2 separate regions of the Sus scrofa genome follow, and region 2 is linked to region 1. Evidence: chromatin contacts called from public HiChIP or PLAC-seq data. All regions are on one chromosome and are shown on one strand. The core of a region is the stretch at or near the end of the contact, and the rest is flanking DNA. Distances in the headings are between cores, read along the strand shown. Region 1 has its middle 24 kb from the start of CDC42BPA. Region 2 has its middle 29 kb from the start of AHCTF1.

The links. HiChIP or PLAC-seq counts read pairs in DNA pulled down with a chosen protein or histone mark.
Region 2: an H3K27ac HiChIP or PLAC-seq map of skeletal muscle shows a contact between it and region 1. The contact joins two enhancer-like sites. A contact is called at or near these places in 1 of 5 promoter capture datasets (liver), 14 of 47 Hi-C or Micro-C datasets (alveolar macrophages, fetal heart ventricle, heart right ventricle and 6 more) and 2 of 2 datasets of contacts at active chromatin or transcription factors (alveolar macrophages and skeletal muscle).

The regions. Positions count from the first base shown.
Region 1 is chr10:14,962,114-14,968,332 of Sscrofa11.1, forward strand. No RefSeq gene overlaps it. Among named protein-coding and RNA genes, the nearest start is that of CDC42BPA, 24 kb to the left of the region's middle. Within about 2 kb of position 3,433, at least 15 of the 83 cell types and tissues checked have an H3K27ac peak or open chromatin away from gene starts, as enhancers often do. A contact at or near this core is called in alveolar macrophages, retroperitoneal adipose tissue and skeletal muscle, where this site is marked.
Region 2 is chr10:15,009,764-15,015,982 of Sscrofa11.1, forward strand. No RefSeq gene overlaps it. Among named protein-coding and RNA genes, the nearest start is that of AHCTF1, 29 kb to the right of the region's middle. Within about 2 kb of position 2,783, at least 33 of the 83 cell types and tissues checked have an H3K27ac peak or open chromatin away from gene starts, as enhancers often do. A contact at or near this core is called in alveolar macrophages, retroperitoneal adipose tissue and skeletal muscle, where this site is marked.

The sequences.
Region 1 (6,219 bases), core at 2,183-4,682:
AACAACAACAATAAATCTCTATTTTTAAGTTTTTTTCTGTTACCACTCACTCATTTGTTCTTTAGTTGCAGCAGCAAAATGGTCATACTTACAAACTAGGAGGCTCAGCAAACACACAAGAGGTTATTGTAGATAAATCTCTCAAAACCTTTACTTTTCCCTTTTATTGTCCACTGTGAGTAAAATACAATAATAGCAGGATCTAATCATACTGGTAGCTTCATCACCTCTGGGGGAAATTGCTGTAAATCCTCAAAGCTTACCTGTGACTATGTCTACTTCTGTCCAAGTAAGTATTTTTTTGGTATTTATCTCCCTCTTTGTTACATGTGTTTTACTAGTTTCAGGAGTTGCACTCCAAGTGCCAGAGACTATGTTAATATAGTCCGGTGATGATTCAACCTCTGGGAGTCTCCTCATGGCTCAGTGGTTAATGAATCTGACTAGCATCCATAAGGATGTGGGCTCAATCCCTGGCCTCACTCAGTGGGTTAAGGATCCAGCATTGCCATGAGCTGCGGTGTAGGTCCTGATGCAGCTCGGATCCTGCGTTGCTGTGGCTCTGGCCTAGGCTGGTGGCCACAGTTCAGATAGGACCCCTAGCCTGGGAACCATAGGCTCTAAAAAAAAAAAAAAGATTCAACCTCTAGTACAACAGCTGCAGCTGGGTCACCCTGGTCACCACGTGCCTCAGTCCATCTAGTTTTCACAAGGGCCAAACAGGTGAATTCAATGGGGATGTGATGGGGGTGGCTATCCTTTTGTCCCTTTGCCTGTCTCCACTGTTGTTCTTGGAGCATGTGACTGCTTCTTTTTTACTATCTTGGCTGGAGGAGGGCATTATATATAAGGACCTCCACTTGGCTCTTCCTACCATCATAGCCCTTACTCAGGAGATCAGGCATCAATGTAAGGATCCTGCTTTCTGTTAAGTGCATGTATGCCCTTGGGACTGGGACAATAACCACAATGTGTCTGTGGTCTCAGGAGACTCACCCTCAGATGGGCCTGGACAGAGTTCCATTTATCACCTGGATCTTTAAGTTTCACCTGTTATGAGGGATTGTGATAGTGTTTTGAGTCCTCTACATCCAGTAGCCCTCAAAAGGCACAGTCATTGTGGAGTTCCCACTGTGGCACAGTGGAAACGAATCTGACTAGGAACCATGAGGTTGCAGGTCCGATCCCTGCCTCACTCCATGGGTTAATGATCCGGCATTGCCGTGAGCTACAGTGTAGGTCGCAGAGGCAGCTCGGATCTGGTGTTGCTGTGGCTGTGGTGTAGGGCAGCAGCTGTAGCTCCAATTCAACTCCTAGCCTGGGAACCTCCATATGCCTCAGGTGCCGCCCTAAAACGATGGAAAAAAAAAAAAGAAAAGAAAGGAGAAAGTATAACGGTATACTCCTATTGCAGGGTTCTTCCTTCCTTCTATCCTTTCTTTCCTTCTTCTTCCTCCTCCCTCCCCCTTCCTTCCTTCTTCTCTTTCATCATTTCTTTCTCTCTTTTGCTTTTTAGGGCCGCACCTGTGGCATAAGGAAGTACTCAGGCTAGGGGTTGAATGAGACCTACAGCCACCAGCCTATACCTCAGCCACAGAAATACCAGATCCAAGCTGCATCTGCGACCTACACCACGCTCAAGGCAGCGCCAGAACCACTGAGCGAGGTCAGGGATTGAACCTGCATCCTCGTGGATACTATTCAGATTCGTTTCCGTTGCTCCACAAGGGGAACTCCTGTAGGGGTCTTTCTTAAGTGGACCTAGGCTCTCCTTCAATCACTGGCTTCTGGGAGGGAAAACTGGCTCAGATCTGGAAACTAGGTGAGTGGCCGTGACTTTCCACTTCTGCAGTCAACGTTTACCCTCTGCTCACTAAAACTCACCAAGAGTTTTCTTGCTTATATAAGTGAAGTAACCTCTTAGTTAGCTGCCCATCTTACCTCCCTAGGATTGCTGCGGTTTATTTTGCTTTTTTTTTTTCTTTTCTTTTTAGGGCCGCGAGTGCGACATATGGAGGTTCCCAGGCTAGGAGTTGAATCGAGCTACAGCTGCCAGCCTACACATCAGCAACACAGGATCCTTAACTCAGTGAGCAAGGCCAGGGGTCGAACCCGCAACCTCATGGTTCCTAGTCAGATTTGTTTCTGCTGCGCCCCAGTGGGAACTCCCCATCACTGGTGAAATTCTTCATGATTAGGATGCTCCTGCCAGCCAATAGCTGTTAGCACCTCACTTAACACCACTCAGAGGTCCTTGCCAATGGAAAAGCAAGACTCCTCTGAAAGCTTCCTTTCTATGGTACTTCTGGCTCCAACTGTCTTGGCCTGGGTTCCCTAAAAAAGTAGAGCCTAAGATAAGGATTTGAATGGGAAGTGATTCCCAAGAAACAGGAATGAAGCTAGGAAGCAAAAAACAGGAGAGGAGGAAAAATTATCCAAAGGTGTGTTGTTAAGCTGTTCACGGGGCTCCATCCTGCTGGAAACTTTCTAAGGGGTCACGTAAAATGTGCCTCCAAATTGTTCACTCAGCCTCTCCCATTGGTCAATGGAACGTCTGCCCCAGGAAACAAAACTCCTTGCTGGGTTTGCACAGCCATCGTGTCAGAATGGCTGAATGGGTTTCTTTAGGTGTCCCACGGGGTACAAAGTGCGAGAAATGTGATAGAGTTGAGGTGGGATGCCATCAGGTTATACCTACGCAATGTTGGTGTCACCTACTGATGGCAGTGCCAGCCGGCTCCACTTAACCCCACGCAGCACCAGCCACGTCAGTGGCTGGAATAAAAAGATGCTCAAAATGTTGTAAGACAAGATGCGAGATGTCTCTGATAGGCCTCTTCTCCCGGAACATTGCCTCATATCATTCTCTTTGCCCAAACTTTGTATTTCATTTATCATCACTCTGATTGTCTCCTGGAAACAATCTCAGCGGGGAGTTTTCCCCCATCTGTAAAGCTTAACCCAACAGCACTCTTATTATCTAATAGCTATATCCATCCAGTTCCTCTGTGCAACTTCCTTTGTGAATTATCAGAGAACAACACTCTCCCCAGGGTGTTTCTAGTATGATTTAACTGTCCCTGGTCATAAATTATAATACATTTGTGACAAAGGTTTCTTAGGTCATGTCCCCTGAGACACACTATGAGATAGGATTGTTTGTAGGAGGTTTATTGGGGGGGAGCTGTCTTCAGGATCAGCATCCATGGGGAGAGAAGGAAGTAGGATTGGGTGGAAGGAGGAGCTGAGCTGGGATGCAACAGAAGCCAGGCTGCAGCCAAGGGGAGCTATGCATGGCCTGTCTTGTCCCACCTTGATGCAAAGCGGGTAGACCCTTGTACCTGGCGTCCGTCAGTGATTGGGTGGGGACTGGCCCCAGGGAGGGTATGTTCTTGGGCTCAGGACTGAGAGCATTTCCTGGAGAGTGACTCAGCTAAGAGTCTGGAGCCGCCAAACACTCCAGCAGCTGGGGAAATATCTCAGTTCTGAAGATCTGGGCAAGGTATCACTGCATTAACTCTAGTCCATCCTCTCTGCCGCTGGGGTTGTTTTTCTTGTAAGTTCAGTTCTGCAGACAGTTCCTCCAGGATTCTGGTTGGTTCTTCTTGTGGGAAATTTGAAAGAGGAAAGTTGGCAGAAAAACCACAACTTCTGCTACTGCAGTAACAGAGCCTGAGGCTCCAATTAACCATCTCTCCCTCCTTCTGCCTGTGCTACATTCCTCTCACGCTTGGCTGGACCTCTGTTGGTCTTGGTGCCTGACCTGGTGGGCTGAGGCCCTGGTTGCCATGCCCTTCTCAGCCTTTTTTTCCCCCTTGTTTTGGCCGCCCCATGGCATATGGAGTTCCCAGGCAACGCAGGATCCTTAACCTACTGTGCCGGGCCAGGGATCAAACCTGGGTCCCAGTGCTCCCAAGACACTGCTGATCCCATTGCACCACAATGGAAACTCCTGGCTCTGGCACCTTGCCTATTAACTCTCAAAACTGGGAAAAGTGGGAGTTCCCATTGTGACTCAACAGTAACGAATCCCAGCTAGTATCCATGAGGATGCCGGCTCAATCCCTGGCCTCGCTTAAGGTCGCAGCTCTGGCTCAGGTCCAATCCCTGGCCCACAAGTTACATATGCTGTGGGGCCGCCAAAAGAGTGGGGGAGTGGGGGGAAGAGGCATATTCTTTAATACAGGAATGTTTTTGGAAGGTACAATGGTGAACAAAAAGGAATATTTATCAACTTAGCCTGGGATGGGTTGGGATGGGAAAGCCAGAGACAGGAAAGTCTTCACAGAGGAAAAGGAGTATTTTGCTGGTGCCATAGGCTGAAGAATGTCTCCCCAAAGATGTCCCCAGTACGTGTGAATATCTTAAGTGGCAAAAGGGACCTTGCAAAAAAGGGGAGGGGGGGGAACCTTGCAGATATGATTAAGTTAACGATCTTGAGACAGGAGTGTGAGAGACGCAGAGGATGGAGGGATGCAGTGATGAGGAAGGAGCCACGGCCAAGGGACGCAGCAGTGCCCAGAGGCTGAAAAAGGCCAGGGGCAGGGGCTCTGCCTTGAGCCTCCAGAGAGAATCAGCTGCTGACTCCTTGATTTTAGCCAGGTGAATCCCATTTCAGACTTCTGACCCCCAGCACTGAAAGACAACAAATTCCTATTAAGTCCCAAAATGTATGGTAATTTGCTCCAGTAGCAAAAGGAAACAAATGCAAGGCTTCCCGGTGTACAATCTTCAAGTTCTCAGACCTCTCCTCTCGGTTCACTGGTTTCTTTCAGTGATTTTTCTCCTATTTCAGCCACTCTCTGGCTTGGTCATAGCCTAGATTTAATAATACTAATAACTGGAGTTCCCCTAGTGGTTCAGTGGAAACAAATCCGAGTAGTAACCTTGAGGTTGCAGGTTCAATCCCTGGCCTTGCTCGGTAGGTTAAGGATCCGCATTGTCATGAGCTGTGGTATAGATCGCAGACATGGCTCGGATCCTCCATTGCTAAGGTTGTGGCTGAGGCTGGCAGTTGTAGCTCCGATTGGACCCCTAGCCTGGAAACTTCCATATGCTGAGGAGGCCCCTAAAAAAAAAAAAAAAGTACTAATAATTACAAGCCCTCTGAAACTTACACTTTCAAGGATCTCTCTCTGATCACCACTTCCTGTTTTTCTAGCACTCTCTCTGGTGCCCTGATTCCAGTAATCCTTCAATCCCGCTGGATCCTCCAGTCCACTGATCCCACCACCTGTTCACTGTCCTTCAGGCGCTCATGTCCTGGTTGCCCTCCTAACCCGATTTAGATTTCTCGGGCAATCATTGTAAACATTCCCTTGCCCACACCCTAGACACCCTCGCCACTCTCTCACTCTGACTTATGTTCTTGCCAAAATTCCACCCCTGCTAACATCTAGTTTTCTGCCTACTCCTTGCCTGCAGTTGGACAGCGGAATGTGACTGAAGAAAAACACATAACTGTTCCAGGGATCCTAAATTAAACTGCCAACCGCTAACCTCCACTCGCCCTAGGGCCGCCTGGCCGTCCTAGTGCGAATCCAGCGTCCACGCCTCCACTCACACCTTCTTCTCTATCTCCCCACCCAGCACCAGGTCCTCCCTCCCCTTCAGGCCCATCTGGAGATCTCCCACGTGCTTCTCCCACCACGCTGCCCTCCTTCCTGCAGCTCTACCCACGCACGCCCTCTCACCCGCTCTGGTGACTCTGGATGAACTGCACGTGGTCCTGTCTCCAGCAAACTTCTGCGTTCTTGTGCTCGCTCCCATTCTCTTTCTCTTGCTCAAGGACACTGCTGCTTATATTGCTTCCCTCATCTCCAATGTCACTGTCTTTCCCCTCCATTTGGGGATCATCCCCAGGTTATAGCAAAGCTCCTTCAAAGACTTGTCTGTATTTGCTATGTCTGTTTTTCTCCTCCCCTTCTCTCCCTAACCTACTCTCAAGAAGCTTTCTTTCCCGCCGTCTTACTGAACTAGCTCTTATGGAGGAATTAGGAATACCACGGTGCTAAGCCCAATGGTCAGGCCCCATTGAACTTCTTTTTTCAGAAGCTTTTTTTTTTTTTTTTTTTTTTTTTGGTCTTTTTTGGGCCGCACCCAGGGCATATGGAGGTTCCCAGGCTAGGGGGCAAATCAGAGCTGTAGCTGCCAACCTAAGCCATAGCCACAGCCACTCGGGATCCAAGCCGCATTGGCGACCTACACCACAGCTCATGG
Region 2 (6,219 bases), core at 1,533-4,032, 47 kb after region 1:
GAGCCAGCTCTTTGGGAGAATGTGAGGCAGGGGGAGGGAAAAAAACCCTGCCCTCTACTCTCAGGTACCGAGGGGCTTCTCCAAAGCCCTTCTGACTCTGGGAGTTCCCTGGTGGCCTACAGGTTAATGATTGGGCATTGTCACTGCAGAGGTTCGTTTTCCATCCCTGCCCCAGGAACTTCCACCTGCCGAAGGTGTGGCTAAAAAAAAATTGTTTAAAAAGCAGTTCTGTCCTCTGTAGTGTAGGTGACACTGCAAGGAGATGGCACAAGTTAAAAACAAGGCTTTGGGGAGTTCCCCTTGTAGCTCCACTGAACCAACACAGGCCATACCCCCAGGAGCTTGCCCCACCACCGAAGCCATCCCTACTAACCTGAAATGCTGGAGATGAAGCCCAGTCCCCTCTTTTGAACCTTCCAGGTGATTTATTTATTTATTTATTTTTGGCCGTGCCCATGGCATGCAGAAGTACCAGGGCCAGGGATCGAACTTGAGCCACAGCAGTGACAACACCAGATCCTTAACTGTTTACCACCAGGGAACTCTTTTTTTTTTTTTTTTTTTTTTTTTTTTTGAGGCTTCCAGGTGATTTTGATGTACTCTCAAGTTTTTGTGGTTTTGGGGTTTTTGTCTTTTTAGGGCTGCAGGTGCAGCATATGGAGGTTCCCAGGCTAGGGGCCAAATCAGCTACAGCTGCCAGCCTACACCACAGTCACAGCAACGTGGGATCTGAGCTTGACTGCAACCTACAACCACAGATCATGGCACCAGATCCTTAACCTACTCAGTGAGGCCAGGGATCACATGGATGCTAGTCCTGTTTGTTACTGCTGAGTCACAACAGGAACTCAAAGTTTGGGTTTTTTTTTTTTTTCAAGTTTTATTGAAGTATAGTTGATTTACAAGGTTGTGATAATTTCTGCCTTACAGCAAAAGTGACCCAGTCATATATATATACACATATCCATTCTCTTCAGATTCTTTTTCCACACAGATAATCACAGAATACTGGGTAGGGTTCTCTGAGCTATACAGCAGGTCCCCATTGGCTAATCATTCCACACACCTCAGTGTGCATCACCCTCGAGTTTGAGAACCTCTGGGTTCTCAGAAGACAAAAGAAGAGACGGAGGGGTTACCTGAGATGATGCTCTAAACACCTGGCAGAAGCGGGAGGAAAGGACGGGACCTGTGGATGAGGCCGTCTTGGCAAGAAAAATGTCCCGGAACTAAAAATGAAAGGACCATCGTGGCTCAGCAGAAACAAATCGGAAGATGCAGGTTCGATTCCTGGCCTCGCTCAGTGGGTTAAGGATCCGGCATTGCCGTGAGCTGTGGTGTAGGTCTCAGACATGGCTCAGATCCTATGTGGCTGTGGCTAGGGCTCTGATTCTACCCCCATCCTGGGAACTTCCTTGTGCCACAGGTGCAGCCCTAAAAAACCAATAAATAAATAAATAAATAAAACAGTAAATAAGGCAAAGATACAGCAATATCTCCTGGCTCAGACTTCACTAGTTTGCAGCACTTCCAGAATGTACATAAGAGTATATTCACAGCACATTTTACAATTCAAACAAAATGTCCAGTGTGGGCCTGATATGTACAATGTGTGTGCAAATCCATTGCTATGTGGCAGGAAGGGGGACCCCCTCCCAGGGCCCCGGCATGGGCTCTTGTCTGACTCTCAGGACTGAGTTGTCCAAGGAGACACCCGTGCTGAGAAAGCACGAGACCTACTGGGAAGGGGCGCCCGGGGTCCAGAGCAGCAGGAGAAGGAACCCAGGAGAACGGCTCAGCCACGAGGCTCACAGCCTCAGATTTTATGGGAATGGGGTTAGTTTCCGGGCTGTCTCTGGCCAGTCGTCTTGCTCGGCCTGTATTCAGTCTGGCTCAGGGTCCTTTCTGGTGCCACCTGCACCTCTCGGCCAAGATGGATTCCAGCGCCAAGGATCCTGGGAGGTTGGTTGTCTCCCCCTCCCGTAGGCCCCTCCCAAATCCTCCTGGTTAGTCTTCAGGGCTGCACCGCGTACCTTATCAGGGCCTGCCACTGTGACACAACGCTTGCAAGTGGCTATTACTGTGACTAGTCAACGTGGTGGCTCCAGTCGATGGTTCCCGGTAGATATAAACAAAAATATTGGAAAAAGTCTACATCGAGATGTTCAGTGAGCACTCCAGGATGATGGATTATGGATACTTTTTATTTCATTCGTTATACTTTTCTGGGTTTCCCCCAATTTTTCCATAATAAATAGGTCTTTTTATAACCAAAAAATGTTAATAAAGTGACAAGCTTGTTGGGTCAAAATGGTCATTTAAAGACAGTTCTCCGGAGGCCAGCTCTCCAAGAATTTATGTCACGCAGATAATTACACCACCTGTTACACTTGTGCGAAAACAGGACATGGAGAGCGTGGGATCTGGAATGCAGAAAGATTGTTACACGCATCAGATCTAGTTCAAACTAGCACAGCAGGGAGAGCTACCGAAAAATGAGCCAGAGCCCACCCTGGGGCACCCTGCTCACTTCCCCTGCCCACTGGGTGCCCCTGAGGAGATGTGGGCACTGGGTGTTCTCAGCAGCCTGCAGGAACGGCCTGTCCTTCTGTTCAGGTTTATTCAGAAGCCCCAGCAGCTTCTGGGTTTTTGTAGCCATTTTTCCCAATAGGAACAGGCCCGGAGGCAAAAACAAAACCAAACCAAACCACTGAAAGAGCCCTTAAAAGCCTAGAAAGGAAGAAAGGACAATGGAACGTGATGTAAGGGCAACTAAACAGCCAGTGACTCAGCGCTTCAGCGCCATCAACACCAGCTGCAGTCCGAGATGGCAGCCGCAGTGGCAGCTCGCAGACACACACACACACACACACACACACACACACACACACACACACACACACACACACACAGAGGCAGTGCAAACATCGCCTGGAGAGCAAAAATTCAGGCTCTTGGACGGTGCTTGGAGGCAAGGCACAGAATCAAAGATTTCTGGAGCTGTACACTTGGCAGAATGTATAAGGATGTTGCATGGTTTTGTTTGTTTGGGGGTTTTGTTTGTTTGTTTTTGTATTTTTAGAGCCGCACCCACAGCATGTGGAAGTTCCCAGGCTAGGGGTGGAATCAGAGCTGCAGCTGCCAGCCACAGCCACAGCAATGCCAGATCCCAGCCACGTCTTCGACCTACAGCACAGCTCAAGGCAATACCAGATCCTTAACCCATGCGCGAGGCCAGGGATCAAACTCTCATCTTCAGGGATACTAGTCAGATTCATTACTGCTGATACTGCTGAGCCATAGTGGGAACTCCAAGTATGTTGCGTATTAATTCAGCTTTCCAGTAACATCTTTTATTTTCATTCCCTAAGGAGCAGGACATGTATCCCTGGGGTCAATTTCTCCAAACTGGAACCAGGATCCACCTGCAAGCATGTCTCTCTCGCCTAGCTCTGACACGTCACAGGATGAAGTCTGATCAGCTTGGTGGAGTTCAGTGTCGGTTTCTCAGGAAGACTGGGCTGGGGAGGGGGGTGCAATTCTCACCCTTTGTGAGTCATGGGTGGAGGGGGGACTACAGCTGGGAGTGGGACTCTGTCCCATGGAATTTTGCAATCAAATACTCTACCCCTGAGCTATACCCCCGAGTCCCATGGAATTTTGACTCAGGCAGTAACTCCGTCTACAAATGTGTCATCTTCTGCACAGACACATTTCTTCATGATTTTAATTTTTTCCACTAGAGTTGGTTTAGAGCATTCTGTCAGTTTCTACTGTGCAGCAAAGCGACCCAGTCACACATATATACACATTCTTTTTCTCACATTATCCTCCATCATGTTCCATCATAAGCGACCAGACAGAGCTCCCTGTGCTCTACAGCAGGAGCTCATTGCTTATCCACTCCAAATGCATCCATTAACAACACAGATGAATTTTTTTAACTCAGCCTGTACCACGAGTCAGAGTCCTTGAAGTGACCTCTCCCTTGGAGCTGGTTTGGGTTGGTCCCTGCTCCTGCCGGCGGCTCCTCAACCACAGGACCCGCCCTGTAGACCCCTGCAGATTAGGGGTCTGAGGCCTGCCCATCACCATTAACCACCACACCCACACATGTGACTAGCACCGCTCCTAGGATGTGGTCCAAAAGCAACTTTTTGTCACCCACCGCTCCTTCAAATGTGTTCCGTGAGCTCTTCCCTGCCATTAGACTAAACACCATGGGCTCCAGACCTTTCCCGCTCTCTCTGGAGTATGGGATCAGTCTATGGACAGATGTTTAAATCACAAAACATAGTCTCATTTCAGAAACGAGGTGTCCGGGCTAAGCATCCAGAGGATGAATGCGGCAATCTTCATCCAAGGTGGGGTTTCACGGCGCTCCCCACGCCCAGCCTGCAGGTAGGAGCAGAGGTCAGGGCACAGCAGGCTCTCTGAGGCCCTGGCAGATGGTAAAAGGGACGCCTTCTTGGGTCTGATTTTTGTTTCAGGCTCAGGATGCCCTCCTTCTCCTGCCGGCTGCCCCTCCCTCACCTTCTCAGACCAACTCCCGGATCAAATTTAGAAGGTCTCCTGGCCTGCTCTCTCCATCAGGAGGCCCACAGTGGTTGGTTCCTGCTCTTAAACGAAGCCCTATTTCCTCTTTCTCCACCTATTCCCCCAGCCATGGCTGGAGCCTCCCCAGGAGTTCCCCCAAGTGAGGGTCTCAGGCTGGTTCTCCTCTTGTAACGTGATGGAGGTTACACCCCCCCCCAATGCCACCCCTCTTAGGGGGGCAATCCAGTCCTAACTTTCCCCACAAATTCCCCTGCTCCATTTTCTCTTTCTTCCTTCTTCCCTCCCTCCCTCCCTTCATTTTTGGGTGCACCTGTGGCACATGGAAGTTACCAGGCCAGTGGCTGAATCCAAAGCCATAGCTGCGACCCACACTGCAGCTGCCACAACGCTAGATCCTCACCCTGAGCCCTCTGGGAGCAAACCCTCCAAAGTAACCCTAACCGAGGCAGTCAGATACTTAACCCACAGCAGGAACGCCTTCCATTTTCCTGATCCTTCCATACCCCTTCACGGATCAGTGTTTTTTCCATTTTTTTTCGTTTTTTGCTTTTTAGGGCCACACCTGTGGCATATGGAAATTCCCAGGCTAGGGGTCAAACCAGAGCTGCAGCCGCCGGCCTGCACCACAGCTCACAGCAACACCGGATCCTTAACCCGCTGAGCGAGGCCAGGGATTGAACCCACATCCTCATGGATCCTAGTCGGGTTCATTACCTTTGAGCCACAACAGGAACTTCCAGCCAGGTTTGTTTCCTCTTGGACTCATTCCTGTCACTAAAACTAGGTCTAATTGGATTTTCTTCCTTTTCTCTACTAAGGCACGGAGAGCCCCATTAACTTCCTAATACTGCTAGAGAGTCTTTCTATTATGGTAGAAATTAAGCCGAACTTGCCATTCTTAAAAACATTTAAATTTCCACGCAAGTCCCCTTGACCTGGTTTTCTTGGTGCTATTGGAGCACAGAATCCCTGAGCCTGACACCTTTGACTCAGGGCAGCCAGAGGACGGGAAGACACCAGTGTCAAAGGCCAGTGGACTCTTGAATCTGAGGAGGCACAGAACCAGAGAAGAGCCGTTTCTCTCTGCCCCAGTTCACAAGTTACAGGGGAGAGAAGTTGCCAAACACTAGTCTTGCTTCTTTTTTTTTGGTCATGCCAGAGCATGTGGAAATTCCCAGACCAGGGATCAAACCCATGCCACAGCAGTGACCCAAGCTGTGGCAACACCAGATTCTTAACCCGCTGCACCAAAAGAGAACTCCTAGCCTAGCTTCCTTTAAAAAACATCAGCTTAGGAGCATATAGCCATGAAGAAGTGGAAATTGTATTCTAATTTAAAGAAATGCAGGAGTTCCCAATGTGGCTCTGCAGGTTAAGAACCTGACTTCTATCCAAGAGGATGCAGGTTTGATCCCTGGTCTTGCCCAGTGGGTTAAGGATCCAGCGTTGCTGTGAGCTGTGGTGTAGGTGGCAGATGCGGCTCGGGATCTGGCGTTGCTGTGGCTGTGATGTAGGCCAGCCCCTGTAGCTATGAATTGACCCCTAGCCTGGGAACTTCCATATGCTAAAGGTGTGGCCCTAAAAAAGAAAAAAAAAAGAAAAAAAGAAATGCATTTGATTTGATTTTGGATAAATGACAGCTCTGTGAGAGAGAAGTGATAA